Regions from separate parts of the Sus scrofa genome. Here all the other regions are linked to region 1. The links are chromatin contacts, called in public Hi-C and HiChIP or PLAC-seq maps. All regions are on one chromosome and are shown on one strand. Each heading gives the region's core, a stretch centred on a gene start, on an enhancer-like site or on the middle of the called end of the contact. The rest is flanking DNA. Distances are from core to core; before and after follow the strand shown. Region 1 holds the start of GAN (gigaxonin). Region 2 holds the start of ATMIN (ATM interactor). Region 3 holds the start of GCSH (glycine cleavage system H protein, mitochondrial).

What was found. A called contact is a pair of places that touch in the nucleus more often than the background predicts. HiChIP or PLAC-seq counts read pairs in DNA pulled down with a chosen protein or histone mark.
Region 2: a contact with region 1 is called in an H3K27ac HiChIP or PLAC-seq map of alveolar macrophages. The contact joins the promoter of ATMIN here to the promoter of GAN in region 1. A contact is called at or near these places in 1 of 47 Hi-C or Micro-C datasets (liver) and 1 of 2 datasets of contacts at active chromatin or transcription factors (alveolar macrophages).
Region 3: a contact with region 1 is called in a Hi-C map of liver, with 2.5 times the contacts expected there. The contact joins the promoter of GCSH here to the promoter of GAN in region 1. A contact is called at or near these places in 4 of 47 Hi-C or Micro-C datasets (brain, heart right ventricle, liver and 1 more) and 1 of 2 datasets of contacts at active chromatin or transcription factors (alveolar macrophages).

What each region holds. Positions count from the first base shown.
Region 1 is chr6:6,987,641-6,992,140 of Sscrofa11.1, reverse strand. It overlaps GAN (gigaxonin), which reads left to right and starts at 2,471. Exons shown (of 11, transcript XM_003126840.6): 1 at 2,471-2,828. The coding sequence starts at 2,662.
Region 2 is chr6:7,220,590-7,225,089 of Sscrofa11.1, reverse strand. ATMIN (ATM interactor) reads left to right here and starts at 1,895. Exons shown (of 4, transcript XM_021097045.1): 1 at 1,895-2,264. The coding sequence starts at 1,935.
Region 3 is chr6:7,169,069-7,173,568 of Sscrofa11.1, reverse strand. GCSH (glycine cleavage system H protein, mitochondrial) reads right to left here and starts at 2,383. Exons shown (of 5, transcript XM_021097052.1): 1 at 2,103-2,383. The coding sequence starts at 2,250.

The DNA.
Region 1 (4,500 bases), core at 1,222-3,721:
GTAAGTGCAGCACAGACGGTGTGAATGTGGCACAGCATGGGGACTCTTCCCTGGGAAGCTGCTTGGAGGTTCCCTGAAGGTCACTGAGCTGGATTTTGAAGGATGGATAGGAGTGGTTCAAGCAGGTGGGGTTGGTGGGAATATGCAGACAGCAGGGATGGGGTGGAAGGTATTTATAACGTCTGCTGAGTTGCTGCCCGTTGCATGGGGGCCCTCTCAGGCTGGCAACAACCTTTCCCCTGATGGATTCTGTACAACTCTCTGCCCACATTCTCTCATTGCTTCTTTCTGTCAAAACACCAGAGAGGGTTCACCTCTACCAGGAAGAGCCTGCCTGACTAATCCCCATTCACCTCCATTTCCTTCAACTAAGCCAACACTCCCATTCTGGGAAAACTGGTTACCTGAGGGTTATTCTGTTATTTGAGCTCTTTGTTTTGGAAACTCTGACATTTGAAGAATAGACCAGCATTCCAAGTAATTAATCAGCTAAGTGTTTATCAAATACCTACATATTTGATATGAACTCTCTGTCACATATATCCTTTTTGACTCCAACAACAACCCAGTTGACAAGGAAGACAAACACAAACTAAAAACAGATTACAATTCAGAAAACATTTATTAAATGCCCAGTATTTACAATTCTTTAAATTTCTTCCATCCATCCAACATTCAGTGAGCACTACTAGGGCCAGTCACTGAGTATGGCACCTGGAAATGGAGATGCACTAAAACATACATGCCAGGCAGCACGGAAAATAAACCCACTGCAGTCGGTTTTCTGCCAGAGCAATGTTCAAAGTACAGCAACAAGTTCAAGGAAAAAAGTGTTGACTGCTGGGATCCTGGGAGGAGATACGCTCCAGCTGCTTATCCTCTTTACTTTGTATTACGACATCTTAAAACACACACACACACACACACACACACACACACACACACACACACACACACACACACACACACACACACTAGTACAATGAATCTCCAGGTACCCAGGACCTGGCTTTAACAAGTAGAAACTACTTTGATTCATTTATATCACCACCCACTTCCCTTGTCCCTTCGTTTTGAAGCCAATCCTAGATGTTTTTTTGTTTTTTTTTTTTTATCATTTCATCCATAAACACTGGGCTGTATTACCTGGACCTTCCACTAGTAACATCATTCTCCCAATCTATTCTTTTGCCAGTGACTCCACCAGAGTTACATACTCTGATTGTTGCCAGTAACTCCAAAGCCTTGGCTCGCTCAGGGTAAAGATCCAGGACTTTATTGGCGCTTCTGAGTTGGCAGAAGGAAAACACTGAGGTGATCCAGTGAAAATCTCACATGGCCTTCTCTAGAATGCTGGACATAGTCTTCTGGTCCTTGGCCCTCCTAAAACAGCTAAGTCTTCAGAAGCTTGTGGAGCAGCTAATGTCTGTACAAAATGGGGGCTACAATCCACATTCCCATGTACCCTTAGCAACGTTCCAGGAAATGTCAGACAACCTGCAAGCCAACCTGACCTGGAGGTGCTTGATCCAAAGTCAGCACCTTGATCTTCACTGGGTGGGGAGCCTGGATGTATATGAACATCTGGCCTTGCTACCTTCCACTCCTTCAGCGTTTCTATGTCCCTCTGCAACGTACTAACATCATGCAGTTACTCAACCCAGAACATTATGCTGGTCCCCTTCTGCCTGTTCTTTTAAAGCCATCCACTACTGTCCACCTCTATCATCACCATTCCATCCAGGCCACCATTCCCTTCCCTCAAGTACAGCAACAGTTAAGCATATTTCTGCCTTTTGCAAACACTCCATCCCCACCCCCCCATTCTCCACGCAGCAGCTGACTGATCTTCATACAAACGCTCTGCTTAAAACCCTCTCGTGGTTCCTAACACCTACAGGGTCAAGACCAACCTCATGACAACTAAGGAGGCCCTGCGTGCTTCTTCATCTACATGTCCCCCCGGGTCTTGCCCGCAACTCAAACCCTCTTTTAAGGGCCCCCTTTCTCGAGTCTCTGTGCTCTTACCTGGGAAGCGCCTTTTCCCCTGTAAATAATAAAAGCTACACCTACTGCGCCCTCGCTTACTTGCGCTACCTCATAGGAGTCTGCAGCAACACTAAGAAATCGATTTCATGTTGCAGATGGACAAAGTGAGGATGGGCACCTTACCCAACGGTCACACAGCTAGTGAGTGGAAGAGCTCACACTCGGATTCAGACTCACCGCGCCAGAGGCCACGGGCTTAACCACAGAGTTACCCTGCCCGCGCACCCCTCCACCGCTGCAGGGATCTCTCCAACCCGTAGACTGCCCCTCATCACTGCGCCCTTCGTACACCAGCCGGTCCCGCGTAGCAACGAGGCTTCTGATTGGCCGCCTCCGGCGACGGCGGGCGCGAGGGAGGGCGCTAGGGCGCGGGGGCGTCGCGGAGAAATGACGCAACGCCGTGGCTCCTTAAAGGCGCCGGCCCTTCGCGCCGCGGATGGCGCAGGCGCGTTTCGGAGGCTCGCGCTTGTGCTCCGAGCGCTGAGAGCCGGGCCGGGCAGGCGGGCGCGCGCGGGCTGGGCAGACGGGACGCGCGCCGTAAGCGGGCCGCTGGAGGGGTCTAGTTGGGCGGTGTCAAGAGCCGGACCCACGAGCTGAGGAGTGGGCACCGCGATGGCCGAGGGCAGCGCCGTGTCCGACCCTCACCACGCCGCGCGCCTGCTGCGAGCGCTCAGCTCTTTCCGCGAGGAGTCCCGCTTCTGCGACGCGCACCTGGTCCTCGACGGGGAAGAGATTCCGGTGCAGAAGAACATCCTGGCAGCTGCCAGCCCGTACATCAGGTGAGGAGGGGGCCGGGCGGGGCCGCGCTGCCGGGATCCCAGGGGCGGGGCGAGTCGGGCGTGTCCCGGGAGCCCAAGGTCCCCACCCCCCAGCCGCTGGGGTCCCTCTGGTCACCGCTGAGCGCGGTGTCCCCCCAGGTAGACACCCCGGCCGGGCCTCACCCGTCGCCGCCCCCCAGGACAGCCCTTGTGGCCTTGGTCGCCCCCGGGCTGGGCCCATGCCCCCACCGGACCACTGCCCCTCTGGAGTTGAACCCTCACCACAATACCCCCATCCTCTCCCTTCAGGGTCCCACCACCTCGCGCTCACTCGGGCTTCCGAGCCCCGGAGGCCCCAGACCCGCACCCGCAAGTAGGGCGGGGCCGCACCGGGGAAGAGCCCGCCCCTTCGCCGGGGCCCAGCTCGCGGATCCCGGCTGAAGTTTGCCGGCCCGTCGTTCGCCTCCAAATCGACTCACAGTGGGCCGGGCCCGGCGCCGAGAACGCGGCCAGGGAGCGCCCCTCTCGCGGAGCCAAACAAACACCTCCCTTCGGGTGTGGGCAGAGGGAAAACGCTATTGGATTTCCTCCTTAGGATGGATGATCTGATCCCTCAAGGCCCAAGTTCTTCTCAAAAGTGACTTTTCCACTCCCTTGTGGGAAGTGTTTAAAAGGAAGGGTAGTGCGTTATAGACACACGTTAGACTAAGCTGTAGCACATTTTAAGGACTAGTTCTCAGGATGCTTACCCCCCGAGGACCACGAGCTTTTAGCGACATAGAGGAGGCGTTTTAAAACAAAGCTTAACCTGATTTGCTAGCTCAGCTGATGAGGTGAATTAAAGGTTGATAAGACACAGTGCACTTGCAATTGTATCCCATTTGGAAGGGGTCTGTTTTAGCAACTTTCTTGCAAACTGGGTCGGTCTTTTAATAAAAGGAAAAAAAACTGCTAAAAGCTATAGAAACTGCCCAGTAAGCTGGTTAAATATAGACTAATAGTAGAGAATGTCACTGAAATTGACAGGTCAGAAAAAGCAAAATGATGTGTACTGTATTCTTAGTGCTTTATCCTAGCAGAAATCCGACACACAAACTGCATTTTAACCTTTGCATTAGGAGACATTTGTGCCAACTCAGAAGCAATGCAAGCGCTCTGGTAACTTTCCTGGCTCTCCTTCTTAAATTCATTTGCACTCCTTGTGGATTTAATAATGGGTTTGGGGGGTGTCGCCGTTAGTGTGGAATTTAGATTGCCAACAGGACAAACGGCTCATAGCTGGCAGTTCAGAGCTGTGAGCAATCAACATAAAATTGAAATCAGCAGGCCAGAGTCTTCCCTGTATCCAGAGTATTCTTCCCTGTTGGGGGAATTGCTCAGGAAAACTACTTTAGATGCATTATTTCCCTTCTTTAAGTGGCATCCACTTGGCTTAAAAGAAAATCAAAAATCAAGTACAGGAGTTGCTGTCGTGGTGCAGCAGAAACAAATCCCACTAGGAAACATGAGGTTTTGGGTTCGATCCTCGGCTTCACTCAATGGGTTAAGGATCCGGCGTTGCCTTTGAGCTGTGGTGTAGGTCACAGACGTGGCTCGGATCCTGCGTTGCTGTGGCTGTGACATAGGCTGGCAGCTATAGCTCCGATTAGACCCCTAGCCTGGGAACCTCCGTATGCCTCAGGTGTGGCCCTAG
Region 2 (4,500 bases), core at 646-3,145, 230 kb before region 1:
CCAGATCCTTAACCCTCTGTGGCCAGGGATCGAATCCAAAACCTCATGGTTCCTAGTCGGATTCCTTTCTGCTGTGCCATGACAGAAACTCCTCAGAGCTGCACTTTTAGACCCAATGCTGGAAGAAATAATAGTCCATGGATGCCATCTCACACATAGATGGGGGGGGCAGTTAGCCCACAGTACTTTTAAAATCAGAATTAGTTACTACAGTGAGCAGCATAGTACCCTTCTCAAAGATGTCCCCACCTAAGCCCTGGACTATGCCAGTCTGTTAGTTGACAAGGCAAAAGGACTTTGCAGATGGGGAGGTTATCCCGGATTTCCTGGATGAACCCAGCGTCATCCCAAGAGTCCTCAAAAGTGGACGAGGAAGAGAAGAGAGCAGGGAGAGATGTGACTACTAAGAAATCGGAGTGATGTGAAGAAGACTCAGCTCACCGTTAATCACCGTTAAAAGCTGGAAAAGACAAAACAGATTCTTCCATCGAGCCTCCAGAAGAAATGCAGCCAGGCCAACACCTCGATCTTCAGCAGTAGACTCATTTCAGACTTCTGACCTCCAGAATGGTAAGGTAGCAAAATCTACGTCGTTTTAAGCCAAGTTTGTGGTAATTTGTTATTGCAGCAATAGAAAGCAAATAGGGCTGCTAATATATAAAATTTGGATGCTTTCACATGAAATCTTGCAAAATTAGTCCAGTGATGCCACCTCTTTGTTTTGTTTTGTTTTTGTTTGTTTTGGCTGGGCCCTCAGCAACTGGAAGTTCCCAGGCCAGAAATCAAACCTGCACCACAGTAGCAACCTGAGCCACTGAAGTGACAATGCTGTATCCTTACTGTGCTGTGCCACCAAGGAACTCCACAGTTGCCATCTCTAAACAATGGATGTAGAGTTCCCTGGTGCCTCTGCAGATTAAGGATCTGGCATTGTCACTGCTGCAGCTTGGATCACTGCTGTGGTGTGAGTTCGATCCCTGGCCTGGGAACTTCCACATGCCTCAGGCATGACCATAAAAATTTAAAAATAATAAAGAAAGGCTGTATCCCATTTTACTGCACACCTCCCCCCCCCCCCTTTTGGCTACACCTGGCTTCCTACCCTACCTAGTCATGCTTCCTACTTAGGTTTTGGAACCCTGTCTTGAGCTATGGTCTCCCAAACAGTAATCAAATTTCAGCGGTTAAAATGATTAACTGTCAATTATAACAATCCTTTCCTTTGTTTAATGTGACCTCGGGCTAGTTACTCTGCAAATGGAAGAAAACACCTGCTGTGGCTGTTTTAAAGGCAAAATCAGATAGTCAATGAAAAGTGCATTCCCCAGTTCTGGTAAAACCAGAGCGTAGTTAACATACGCTTGTGTCTCCTGCCTTTGAATATTTGGGTTATTTCTAATTTTTGGGAAGATCCTGAAAAGGAAATGCTGTTTTTCTCCCCCTTAGGCATATGGAGATTCCCAGGCTAGGGTCCAAGCGGAGCTACAGCTGCTGCATACACCACAGCAACGCCAGATCCGAGCTGCATCTGCTACCTACACCGCAATTCGGAGCAACGCCAGATCCTTAACCCACTGAGCTAGGCCAGGGATCGAACCAGCAACCTCATGTTTCCTAGTCGGATTCGTCCCCGCTGCGCCACAAGGAGAACTTCGCAATGCTTTTTATTCTATCCAGTTATTGACCGAGGTCATGTTTCTAGAAAGACGGAAAGAAAACCCTCTACCTCTTTGCAGGAACCCCTAGGAGGTTTTTCAACCGGACCACCTTACCTGGCAGTGACTCCCGCAAGCACGCACTCCGCCCCCAGGAGGGGGCGCCGCGGCCGCCGGTACCCGCCGGATGCTAATAAGCCTGGGGCCCCGCCCCCTACCGGAAGTCGCTGCAGCAGGAGGCGGGGCCTGCAGGCTCGGCACGGCTGCCGAGCGGGAGCCATGGCGGCCTCTGAGGCGGCGGCGGCGGCCGGGCCCGCGGCTCTGGCCTCGGGCGCCCCGGCCGGCCCGACGGCCGCAAGGGGAGCCGCCGCCGCCTCGGGCCCATGGGGACCCCCCGGGCGGCTGAGGGGCAGCCGGCCGCGACCCGCGGGGGCGAGGCAACAGTCCGCCGGTCCGGCGCCGCCGGCGCGGGAGCTCATCCAGCCGTCGGTGAGCGAGCTGTCCCGGGCCGTGCGGACCAACATCCTGTGCACGGTGCGCGGCTGCGGTAAGATCCTGCCCAACAGCCCCGCACTCAACATGCACCTGGTCAAGAGCCACCGCCTGCAGGTGAGCCCGCCGCGCACGGCGCCCCCCGGGGCCTGGCGCGACCAAGCGCCTGCCTCGGGCGCTCGGGGCCGAGGGCGCGGGTCCGACTCCCAGGGCGGGCGCGGGACGCGGACGGGAACGCGCCGGGGGTCCGGCCGCGGCGGAAGGCGCTTCGAGACCCTAAAACGGGCCAGACTGGTGAGGGAGCCCGGCAGGGAGAGTGGGAGCTAGAACGCAGGGAGGCGCAGCGCCGGGAAAACCCTGTGTCATGGCTCTGGGCTGCCAGGCTCGGACCGGCGGGACCCCCGGCCTCGCACCTGGCGGCCCGGGTCTTTCCCACGTCCGTCTCGTGAGCCCCCGCAGCTCCTCCATCCTATTGATGGGAAACCGATGACGCAGCCTGCGTAGGGCTGGGGTTTAAACCTGGGCTCGGCTTCCGAAGGCGGTGCTCTCTCCACCACACCCACAACACCTCCTTCAGGCCTCTAGGTCCTGCCCGGTTGTTGGCAGGGAGCTGCAGATTTGGCCCTCAGCTCGGGCGTCCCAGGCTTGACAGCGTCGGTGAAATCGGCTTTGCTCAGGCATGAGACCTAAGGGAAACTTCTCCCGCGGATCTGCTGTAAGAGGGGCCACGGTATAGAATAACAGGACAGTAGTCCGGACAGCCCTTCCGCCTTACGTCGGTTAGGGCGCTGATTTTCAGCCTTTAGTGCTCATCTGTAGAAAGCTTATTAAAAATCCAGATATCCAGCCCCACCCATTAAATCGTAATTTCCCCGTCATTTCAGCAGGAAGCTGCCTTCCACCACTTCTTGAAGTCTTCCTCTGCCGACAGTGACACTTCCAAAGCGTGTCACTGAAAGCAGTCTTGTGACTCTGTGGCTTTGGGCGGTCGGAATCGATTCGGGAGTAAGCTCAAATGACCTAGCCTGTTGTGTGTTCTCTCTGCCCTTCAGGTCAGTCTTCCTCAGAAACTTTTTTAGAATCAGGCTTCTGATAAGGTGGAACAGCAGAACGTTCGAGTTTATCGTCTGAGGTAGGGCCGATGTGTTAGCCATAAAGGGCAGTACTCTTCTAGCACCAACCCAGTATAGAGGCAACAACATTGTTACGTGCAGATGAGGGGGCACAGTCAGAAACAAACCTGGAGAGGTGAGCTGAGGAAGACCCTCCTGGTAGGGCTGGAATTATCCTCGGTTTGGGGGCTTCTTCCACGACACAAGTGCACTGACTCTGGGAATGGCCTTCAATCTCCTGTTTTCTCTTTCCTACTAAACTTTCGTGAAATACTTCCTTTTCTTAACCATATTTTGACTGGAGTGAATGAACCATGTATTTGTAGGAATCCTACAGCCTAATCCGTGGTTTCACTTTAGCTCGTATATAGCAACCATCACCCACCTTCAGTATCACCCCTCAGTAATAGACACTAAGGCAGACATCTCTAAGCACAGAGGAAGTTGCCAGTCTAACCAGGATGCTCTTCCTGTTGGTCTGAACAACAGTCACTCTAACAAGCACTTTTTGTGTGTGTGTGTGTGTGTGTGTGGCCTTCCCCGCAGCATGTGGAAATACCAGGTCAGGGATCGAACCCGCACCACTGCAGTGACAACACCAGATCCTTAACCCACTAAGCCACCAGGGAACTCCGAACAAGCACTAACACTTTGTGTCGTTCTTATCTATAGAATTGCTGTCAGAAGCTGTATCTCTCTCAAAACTTTGTGGAGCATCTGTTAAGCATAAAGATACCATGTACTTGCTGGGACTAGTTTGGTAGTACAGGTTTATTTCTAATTATGTTTTTAAAATATGTAAGGTTCAGGAATTCTGAAGATAACAATCCTGAGCATATAATTGGCCTAAGAAGGATGAATATGTTGGGAGTTCCCTTTGTGACTCAGTGGTTAACGAACCCAACTAGGATCATGAGGATACGGGTTTGATCCATGGCCTCCCTCAGTGGCTTAAAGATCCAGCGTTGCTGTGAGCTGTGGTGTAGGTCGCAGACACAGCTAGGTCCCAGGTTGCTGTGGATGTGGTGTAAGCCAGCGGCTGTAGGTCCAATTCGACCCCTAGGGTTCGGCCCTAAAAAGGAAAAAAAAAAAAAGAATGACTCTGTTTGGGGCAAATACAAATTTTTTTGACAGTCAGATCTTTACTTAGGATTTTAGCATGACGGAGCATCAGTATCCTCCCTTGCTTAGAGCCAGTGTGAAGCCATTCTTCTAGTCCCAGCCCTTTTCCAGATTTCTCT
Region 3 (4,500 bases), core at 1,134-3,633, 180 kb before region 1:
ACTTAGAAGCTTTTCCTGCCAGGAGCCTTACCTAGCCTCTCGAGGGTGGGTCCCAGGGCCATCCAACCTGCTCCCCTAGCACTCTGCACCACTTTCCCACCCTGACCCCCAACACACTTAACATGCTGTAGACACAGCCCTTTCATCAGTTTCCTCCAGGCAATAGACCAAGGACAAAGCAAGCAAAAGCAGGGTTTACCTCATTTCTATTCTCAGTTCTAAACACAATGCTGGGCATATAGCAAATACTCAAAAGTTGGTGTGAAGTAATTTTTTTTTCTTTCTGCCTTTTCTAGGGCCGCTCCCTCGGCACATGGAGGTTCCCAGGCTAGGGGTCTAATCCGAGCTGTAGCCGCCGGCCTACACCACAGCAACACCAGATCCAAGACATGTCTGGGACCTACACCACAGCTCATGGCAACGCCAGATCCTTAACCCACTGAGCAAGGCCAGGGATCGAACCCACAACCTCATGGTTCCTAGTCGGATTCGTTAACCACTGAGCCACGATGGGAACTCTGTGAATTTTTTAAAGTTTAAGAGGATTCTCACGCAGCAAAACATCTAGTACATAGATAACCTTAGTATAGTAAGAGTGCCCTCATACTCAGTTTAGCAACTGAGCAACCGTAAGTTTAGAGGAAAAGGCGGCAACATTGAAGGTAAATGTACCTAGGTCCCCTTGACTTCAAAGGCCATTAAATCTTTGTACTAGGCCATGCAATTTAGGCTAAAGACAATGATTAGTTCAATTCTCCTTTAACCCTTGGCCCAACAGGAGAAAAGTGGACAGGAGAATAGGTAAATAATTACTTTCTTCTGAGCCTTGGAAAGCATGGGTTTTGGCCCAGAAAATTAGGCATTTTGAATAATTTAGTAAAAGTTTGCATTTTCCTCCTTTCAAAGTTACTAAGTCAGATAAACTATATTAACATTTGGTCAATTTTCCACTATTTATTTGATTCTATACACTAATATTTAAAAGCAAGTAACAGCTTATAGGTACAGCAGTTACACATTATTTCATTGCATCCAACAAGTCTGTAAAGTAGGGACTGTCATTTCCATTCTTCTGGTCAGACTCAGAGAAGTTAAGTGACTCTGCCTAAGACCACATAGCTCATAAGGCGTGGAGCCAAAACTGGAACTCATTCTCTGGTATTAACGAAAACCTAGATGTTCAGCTAGATCATGGGTATTGATATCTTGGGCAATATTTAATTAGATAACGTGAAAATGCATAAAGCTAGTGACAGGATAACGCTGAATATCCAGAAAACATAGGCTTGATATTCAGTTCTTATCTGAGAAACGGTTTTCCTTTATACTCAAGTGGCTAATGCGTTGCTGCGTGGGCACCAACAGAGCCGAGGGATTACACTCTGCAGTAACTGTCAAGTATTGGTGCAAGAAGAAACCCGTTTTTCCGCTGGGATAGCTTGTACTAAAGGGGCACAGATGGCCCAGACAATTAGGGGCAGGTGTCCCAGTTAAGTCCTCAGTTCAGCCTAACACACATCCATGCATGACTCAATATATACTTTAGCAGAACGTTCTATGTCGTAGAGTCCATCCACTCTATCTCACTGTTCCAGGAAAAGCTGTCTTCAAAGTGAGGCTGGTTTAGCTAGTAAAGACCTAGAACCAGTGCTTTAAATTTCAGTAGATGCTCTTGCTTTAATTTTACTTAAGAATTCTCAGTGACGATCCGTGTAGCAAAGTAGAGCCTATTATTTCTCTCCATTCTTAGGGTCCACCATGCTCACAAACGCGAGAAACCTAAGGTCACGAAGGAGGCCAGAGACGCTTGCCCCGGTCTCCAGCAGCGAGAAGCTGCCATTCCTGCAGGAACCAGCCTCGAGTGTTCTCCAGGCCTCCGGGTCCCCCAGCTCCCGGCCATCAGGACAATGGCTGCAGGGTCGTCCATGCCACTTAAGGAGGGGAGCAGCGGCCACGCAACACGGGATCCCCGGAATAAAAAGCGTGCGCAGGGGTCGTCCCGCTTGACCCGGAGCGATCAGTAGCGGGGATCGAGGTAAGGGTCGAGGCCCTAGCTTCCTTCGAGGCAGCCCTGCCAGCCCCACGTGCCCGCCCGCACTTACCCGAGAGCAGAGCAGGGCTGGTGCGCAGCAACCGGATGGCGCCCGCCTGCAGCCCCCAAGGCCGCGGCAGGCAGGGCGCTGCGGGTGCAGAGACGGCGCGTAGGTTGGAGACTGCAGCCCGCAGAGTCCGAGCCGCTCGCAGCGCCATGTTCGCCGGGGTACAGAGGGTCGCGACGGAGCACCTCCAGCACCCCGGCCACTGGGGGGCGGGGCGGAGTGGGGGCGGGCTTAGGCCTAGGCCGGCGCGAGCCGGAGCGAGCTGGCTGGATCGGGGCTCGGGGGCGGGGCCCAGGCGGGGCGGGGCAGGTCCCGATAGGCCTGTACGCGGGAGGGGTGTGTCCCGGAAAGGGCGGGGATGCGGAGCGGAGGACTAGCGCGGCAGGGCAGAGCCCCGGCTCATAGGGGGCGGGGCGGGGCGGGGCCGGGCCGGGCCTCCCGGGGAGGGACGGAGGAAGGCCTGGGGCGTCGCTTCTAGGCTGGGGAACTGGCTAGGTCAGCTGTTCTGGCCTCCCACTGGGCTTTGCGGAGGGCTCCAGGCAAGGGTGGTTCTGCTGGGCTCTCGGGCTCTGGTAACCCGAGGGGACGCAGGGTTCTCCTAGTCTTGTTAAAAGGTGCGGTTCTGTTCTTCTTCAGAGGATCAGGGTCCCCCAGAGCAGAGATTCATAGCAGGTCCAAACGATCATTCCACCCAAAGATGGTTGTTGGGCATTAGTCAAAAGCGCTCTGACCCAAATGCAGTTTCTCTTTGACTTTCTGAAATTTTGAAAACCGTCCAGGAACCCACTTTATGACCTTGCAAATCCCCAAAGACCCATGGTCCCCAAACAGGACACACAGACTCATGAGACACAGAGGGACAAGGACTTGAGCAAGGGTCAGGAGTGGCTTCTTGCTGGAGTGTGGACTGGAGCCAGTCAGCTAATGCTGGAGCAATCAAAAGGCAGGGAGTTGAGACCCATCTGATCAGTTCCTTACTTCAGCAGTCCTGGGAGGAAAGCCTTTCGAGAAAAGCAGAAGACTCATCCCACCCAATCCAAGGAGGCAGGAAATAATTAAGTTTTGGGAAAGACCTCACCTTTAACACAGATTTTATGGGGAGGGCATGAATCAGCAAGGAAGCATTGGAGTAAAAGACAAGTAAAAAGCACCTCCATCTCCACACGTTCAGTATTACAAAGTGGACAGCATTCTCTTTTTAAAACGCTCCAAACCCTTCAGGCAGGTATTATGGTTAACTAACTTGCCCAGGGTGGAATGGGGAAGGCATTTTGTGGCTTAAGCAGCTACTAGGTGGCAGTAGCAGAACTGCACTTCTGATTCACAACCAACTGCTTTATTATTATTTTTTTTAATTTAAATCTTTTTTTTTTTTTTTTTTTTTGCTTTTTTGCTCTTTAGGGCCAGACCCATAGCATATGGAGGTTCCCAGGCTAGGGGTTGAATCAGAGCTACAGCTGCTGGCCTATACCACAGCCACATCAATGCCAGATCTGAGCCACATCTGCAACCTACACTACAGCTCATGGCAACTGCCTGATCCTTAACCCATTGAGCAAGGCCAGGGATTGAACCCACAACCTCATGGATCCTAGTTGGATTTGTTTCCGCCCTGCCACAGTGGGAAGTCCCACAATCAACTGCTCTTAAACTCTGTTCTACTTGCCTCTCTTTGGGATGCTGCCTGGCTCACAGTGGTCTACTCTAATCTCCAGATCTTAGTTAGTTTCCATAATGTCAGTGTTCTGTTTTTAGTGTTTTGTTATAAGCCAGTGCAGCATAATGAAAGCTATGCTCTAAAATATTTATTCCCAGCTCCTCTGATTCATTTGGTGCAAAGAACAAGATCACGTATCACTGTGTGGGTTATATCACAGTTCCTTATGCCAAAGCAACAGGAAATGTGTTTTATTTTTCAATTGTAGAAAATGTTGAGAAGATAAAAAAAATTTTTTCCCAGCTGGTTTTCTTTGTAACATCCATGGCTTGAGATTTGAAAGGTCGTCTCATTGCACAGTTGGTACAGGCACCTGAAAATGCAGGTGGTCATTTCTTTCAGGTGTCTCATAGAGTCCAGCTCATCTCTTTGAGTGAGTTTTTTTTTTCTCTCAAAACAATACAATTGAAGGAGTTTCTTTTTTCTTTTCTTTCTTTCTTTTTTCTTTTTCTTTTTTTTCTTTTTTTCTTTATGCTTTTTAGGGCCACACCTGCAGCACATGAAGATTCCCAGGCTAGGGGCTGAATCAGAGCTGCAGTTGCTGCCCTATGCCACAGCCACAGCAACATGGGATCTGAGCCAAGTCTGCAACCTACCTCACAGCTCACAGAAACACCAGATTCCCGACCCACTGAGTAAGGCCAGGGATGGAACGTGCATCCTCATGGTTACTAGTTGGGTTCA